Regions from separate parts of the Sus scrofa genome. Here region 1 is linked to region 2. Evidence: chromatin contacts called from public HiChIP or PLAC-seq data. All regions are on one chromosome and are shown on one strand. Each heading gives the region's core, a stretch centred on a gene start, on an enhancer-like site or on the middle of the called end of the contact. The rest is flanking DNA. Distances are from core to core; before and after follow the strand shown. Region 1 holds the start of ST3GAL3 (ST3 beta-galactoside alpha-2,3-sialyltransferase 3). Region 2 holds the start of CCDC24 (coiled-coil domain-containing protein 24).

The links. HiChIP or PLAC-seq counts read pairs in DNA pulled down with a chosen protein or histone mark.
Region 1: an H3K27ac HiChIP or PLAC-seq map of alveolar macrophages shows a contact between it and region 2. The contact joins the promoter of ST3GAL3 here to the promoter of CCDC24 in region 2. A contact is called at or near these places in 1 of 5 promoter capture datasets (fetal skeletal muscle) and 1 of 2 datasets of contacts at active chromatin or transcription factors (alveolar macrophages).

The regions. Positions count from the first base shown.
Region 1 is chr6:167,557,459-167,560,158 of Sscrofa11.1, forward strand. ST3GAL3 (ST3 beta-galactoside alpha-2,3-sialyltransferase 3) reads right to left here and starts at 1,280. Exons shown (of 11, transcript NM_213759.1): 1 at 1,150-1,280. The coding sequence starts at 1,264.
Region 2 is chr6:167,304,120-167,306,868 of Sscrofa11.1, forward strand. It overlaps CCDC24 (coiled-coil domain-containing protein 24), which reads right to left and starts at 1,352. Exons shown (of 8, transcript XM_021096826.1): 1 at 877-1,352; 2 at 489-664; 3 at 250-366. The coding sequence starts at 1,017. B4GALT2 (beta-1,4-galactosyltransferase 2) reads right to left here. Exons shown (of 7, transcript XM_021096829.1): 7 at 1,784-2,661. The coding sequence ends at 2,511.

The DNA.
Region 1 (2,700 bases), core at 30-2,529, 250 kb after region 2:
ATACGGCTTGGATCTGGCATTGCTGTGCCTGTGATATAGGCCAGCAGCTACAGCTCCAATTCAACCCCTAGCCTAGGAACCTCCATATGCTGCAGGTGTGGCCCAAAAAAAAGACCAAAAAATAATAACAATACTACAGTAGTAGACCAAATGCCAGATGCCTCTTCCAACTCATTCTATTTCATTTTAACCTCCTGTGTAGAGACTGACTCTATTCTCAGGTGAATTCCACACTGGTATCCAGTAGGTGTTTGCAGACATAAAAACTATTTTGGAAAAGAGACATTCACTAGGAATCAGCACAGACTACCCAGACTTTTTCGTAGCCAGCTCAGACAGCCGTCAGACAAAGGAACCAGAAGAAGAGCTGTGTGTGGCCACCATGGGACACTGGAAGCTACAGCCAAGGAAACAGTGTGCAAAGCTCGTTGCGGCACAGTGCAAGCCCTTCCACTGCAAAGCCCAGACCACAGCACAGTCAAGGCTGGGTGAGCCGGAAAAGGTGGGAGAGGGGGCGAGGGGGGTTGGTGGGGAGGGGGTGTTTCAGGCAGCCTCACAGAAAACAGTGTGACACATGAGAATGGCTGCACAGGGAAGAAAGGGATCAGACGTTACTCAGCAGGGGCAGAATGAAGACATTATTCTACTCAGGTCCAAGTTCAGCACCAGTAAGAGCTCCAAGGATTCAGTAGACACAATTTCTTCGGGGAAAGTAAAAGACAGGATTAAATTAAAAACGGAAAATCCAAGGACGAGATAAAGATGAATGTCCTAAGAGCGCTGGAAAACCAACTTCGACAGCAAGCCCAAGGCAGTGACTGGCAAAGGGGAGCAGCAATAAACTCTCATAATTAAAAAAGGACATTCGAGAACCCGAAGCCCCGGCACGGTTTGCGTTTTTATTGCAGCACAGCACGCTTCCCCTGAGTGCACAAAAGGATGTGCCATGGCATGCAGCTGTTTTCAAAACCAGCAAAGTTCTCCAACAAGAGCAACAACAGTGGTGGGCGGTTTCTAAGCCCAAGTCCCGGAAATGCTCGGTGCCCCTCTCTGAAGAATTTGAGATGACTGCGGCCACAGGAAAACCCGATAACTAATCAGCAGAGGCTGTTCCCGGGGGCGGGGGTAGGCTAGAGTCACCATACTTACTGGAGTCCTCCCACTGGAGTAAATGTAGCTTCCACGCAGAATAATACAAAAATCCCAACACCAGAAAAAGGCAGAGGGCTAGCAGCAGATTGCGTACAAATACCAAGAGTCCCATCTTCACATGATTTACAGTTTCCTACATGACCTAAAGAAAAAAAAACAAAAAAAAACCAAAAGAACAATTTAGGTCTTCAATAATAAGCAATCCTCGTACGGATACACTCAACCTTAACCTAAGTATTTATGCGAGAATTTCCAAATGAAGAACAGCCTAGAATTACCCCTTAGTTGGGCATCCTCCAACCTGCTCAAGCCCGTCTCAGCTTCACCATCATTCAGCATCCAAGCCGGAAATCAGCCGTGATCCTCAGGTCCCTCCCCCTCATTCCCGACAATCGCTGATCCAACTCTGGCAGTTGCATCCTCCTGGATAAATCTCAAATCACATCCCCTTCCCGCCATCACGCCCCTCGTCCGCGCCAGCACTGTATGCCCACTGCACAAGTTGCCCTGCCTCCAAACCCACGCTCGCTGGATCTACTTGCCACCCAGCACGAGGAGGCACAAACGGGGCATTCCTCCCCTGCCTGAACCCCTTTCTATTAGTATCTCACTGCCGCTCTGACAAAGCACCACAACCCCAGCAGCCTGAAACCACACACGGTTACTGCCTCGCAGTTCTGAAGGCCAAATGTCAAGGTACAGTGTGGCTCAGCAGGGTCCCCTGCACGAGGCAGCACAAGGCCAAACCCAGGCGCCTGGCAAGCTGCCTTCCTTTCTGGAGACTCTGGAGATGAACCTACTTCCAAGCTGCTTCAGGCTGTAGGCTGACTTCAGCTCCTGCAGCTGCAGGGCCCAAGGGCCCGATGCCTTGCTGGTTATCAGCCAGTCTTTGCTCCTGTGCTCCTGCTTTCCATGCAGTCCCCCTGCAGCCACAGCAGGGTCAGCCCCTCTCACGCTGATCTTTCCAACTTTCCTTCTACCTCATCTTGCCTCCGTTGCCAGCCAGAGAAACTGCCTCGCTTTTCAGGCTCATGTGATTAGACTGGGCCCGCTTGAATAGCCTAGGGTCACTTCCCTATTTTAAGGTCTGAAGCCTTAATTTCGTGTGCAAAGTCCCTTTTGCCATGTAAAGCAACATATTCGGAGTCCAGCGATTAGGGTGTGGGCATCTTTGAGGGGCCACTCGGCCTAACACATCTTTCCTTCAAGCTTCCGTTCCTTCAGAAGAAAGGAATGGCTCCTTAGGATCCAGCAGCTTCTCGTCACACCCCATCTGACTCCTAAACCACCTCTTGTTTCTCCCACTCTCATCTGTGTGCTGTGCTCCAGCCCCCCTTCTTTCTATGCACTGGACATTTCTTGCTGCTTCTCGCCTCAAGGTCTGTCTGTGGTATTTTCTCCACTACCTGGCGGCACATGCTCTGATACTCACTTAAATCAGCATCAGCCATGAAGAGCTCTCCTTCTCCCTTTTTTTTTTTTTTGTCTTTTTAAGGCTGTACCCTCAGCAGCATAAGAAGGTTCCTAGGCCAGGGAATCAGAGCTACA
Region 2 (2,749 bases), core at 102-2,601:
TCTTCCTGCAAAGTGCTTCTCTCTGCTCCTCATACTCTGAGACCCAGATCAAACCAAGCTTCCAGGCCTGGCACGTGTCTCCTGGGCTTCTGCAGCCCTCGTTTGCTGATCCCTGCCACAAGTGGCTGTAGAAGTGTCCAGCCCCAGACCAGGAGCCAGGTGCAACCCTCCATGTGGCCAGGGGAGACCCACCCATTAGCTGGGGTCCTCTGCCAGCAGGGACAGGTCCCTCCTTCCCAAGCACCTTACCCGGGTTCGCCAGCTTTCATCTGCAATATCTTCTGTTCTGGCACATCACACCTGGGCTCCTCCAGAGCAAAGCGCAGGACCCTGGGGCTATACCGGACCCAGGCCTGGGTCTGGTCCCTGCAGAAGGTGCACACGAAGTAGAGTCAGGGGCTCCTTCCAGGGAATCGCAGGAAAGGCGACCCCTGCTGGCCCATGTGAGTTTTAGGGACAGGTCCCCGCCCCAGGCCTCAGGCTCCTACCTGCCCTCACAGATGGCCTTCCGGCGGAGACCCTGGAGCAGCTGCCGTAGTTCCTGGCGCACGAGGTCTCTTAGGAGCGGCGGTGGTGCCAGAAGGGAGGAGGGGTCAGAGGTGGGGCAGGAGCCAGGCGCTTGGGAGGACCGAGCCTCTAGGAGCAGTGTTCGTAGCATCACCACCTGCAAGAAGAGCCGGGACACCTTGCAACTGAGGAGGGAAAGGAGGGGAGGCACGGAGCTGGGGAAGTGAGGGGCAGCGCAGCGTTAAACTGGAGAGGGATGGGCGGACGGTGAGATCCGACAAGCTCTCGAGAGTTACCAGGCAGGACCAGGCGCCCAGAGGAGGTGGGGAAGTCATCCCAGTGGTGGAACAGGACTGGAGCGGGGCCCACCTTCCCACGCCCCACCTCTGCCCGCAGCTCCAGGCTCAGGTCCACCGTCGTCTCCCCCAGAATCCTCTTCACTTCGGGCCGCTCCAGGAGCGGAACGTGCTCCTCCACCAGCTCCCAGAGCGACAGGTAGTTCCCAGGCATGGCCCGCCCGCGCCCCGGTGCCCCCCGATGCGGGTCAGCAGGTCGGAGCGCCGGGGGCGGGGGGACCTGGGTCGCCCCGGGTCGGGCACTCCCGCTCACGCCCAGCCCCTTCCGGGTTTCACAGGCCACGCCCCCAGCCTGGCGCCCGGGCCGGCCTCCCTCAAGCCCCACCGCGTTCCGCCGCCCGTCCCCACGGCTAGAACTGGCCAGCCCAGAAGCCACCGGCCTCTGGCTCTGTCTCGTCCCCCCGGCTCTTGGCTGACGCTCAGGGTCCGCAGTTTCTGGTCGCGGCCCGAGGAGCCAGGCGGCCGGACCGGGGCCCTAGCCCCGCCCCTCCCGCGCGGCCGTCACCCGGGAAACGGGGCCCTGCTCCGCCCCCAAGCCCCGCCCCCGCCCATTTCAGGGCGGTGCCGGCTCGTCAAGCCCAACCCACCGCGGTGGTAGGTGGTTTTGGAGTCAACCAGCCGCCCCGCCCTGACCCCCACGTTCCTTCCATCCCTGGGCGCCTTTCGCTTTCAGGACAGGTGAAAGCACTGAGAAATCTGAGCCCACGGGGTGATTACTTCTTTGGCTCTTCTGGCCGCGAGGCAGCGACAGCGTAAACTTTCCCCCTTCCAGCTGGCGGACTAGCGAAGCGCTGTTCTTGGAGGAACAGGACGGCCCGGCCGGGGCCGGACCGCTAGGTTGAGCCAGGCCTCCTCCCACCACACACGCAGGGCCTGGGTTTAGGGCTCCAGATCCCCATCCCCCAAGAGACAAAGGGACTGCTCCATTCACGTTTTTTTACTAAAGCACCCACACAAGTTTCTGTGCAATGTACAAACACGAGCCGGCCCTGGGGCTACTGCCTTCTTTCTGAGGGGCGGGGGGCAGGAACCCACCTGATCCAAGCCCCACCCACCCCCCATGCAAAGCCCATCCCCAAGGTCCCAGGCAGCCACACAGCACCCTCTCTGGTCCCCTCCCGGGGCTGCTCCTCAGCAGGGGGCGCACCAGCGTTTGCCCCCCACAATGTTGAATGTAAAAGGTTTCCCCTCCCCTGGAAGCATGGGGGATCCCCAGGTCTGAGAAGTCCCCCTGGAAGCGACACTGCCCCCTAGTCATACCTCCCGCTCTTCCAGGCCCTAGGGGACTCAAGGAGGGGGGAAACTGAGGCACAGAGAGGTGGAGTGACCTGGCCCAGGCCACTCGGTGAGGCAGTGCAGGGGCTGGCCCAGCCCTGACAGTGAAGGGGGCTGGCCTGGGGAAGGAGGAGCAGGAAGAAGGGGTGACCCCAGGGAGGGCCACACTTGAGGGGCCTGCCCAGGATGGAAGCCCCCCAGAGTAGGTCCTGAAATTTCCAGGTGTAGCTGGGGGGGCCTATTGAAGACCCTCAGAAAACAGAGCCCGCAGTCTCAGTCCTGGGGGATCCGCCACAGAGCAGCCGCCAGCCAGGCTGTAGGTCAGTCCTCTGGCAGGCAATCCTTGGCACTGGGAGCCTTTGTCCACTGGTGTCAGCCCCGAGGGGGCCATGAGGGGGGCCGCCCAATGTCCACTGTGATATTGGTGAAGAGCGGCTGCCGAGACACCTCCAAGACCTGGTACCTCACTGACCTGATGCCGTCCCGCTTCATGGTCAGCTTCGTGTTTTGAATCTTGGTAAACCTAGATAGGATGGAAGTGGGTCCAGGTCAGGGCTCACCCCCAGACCCAGCAGGGATCACGGGAGCCAAGGTTCATGCCATCCTGGCTT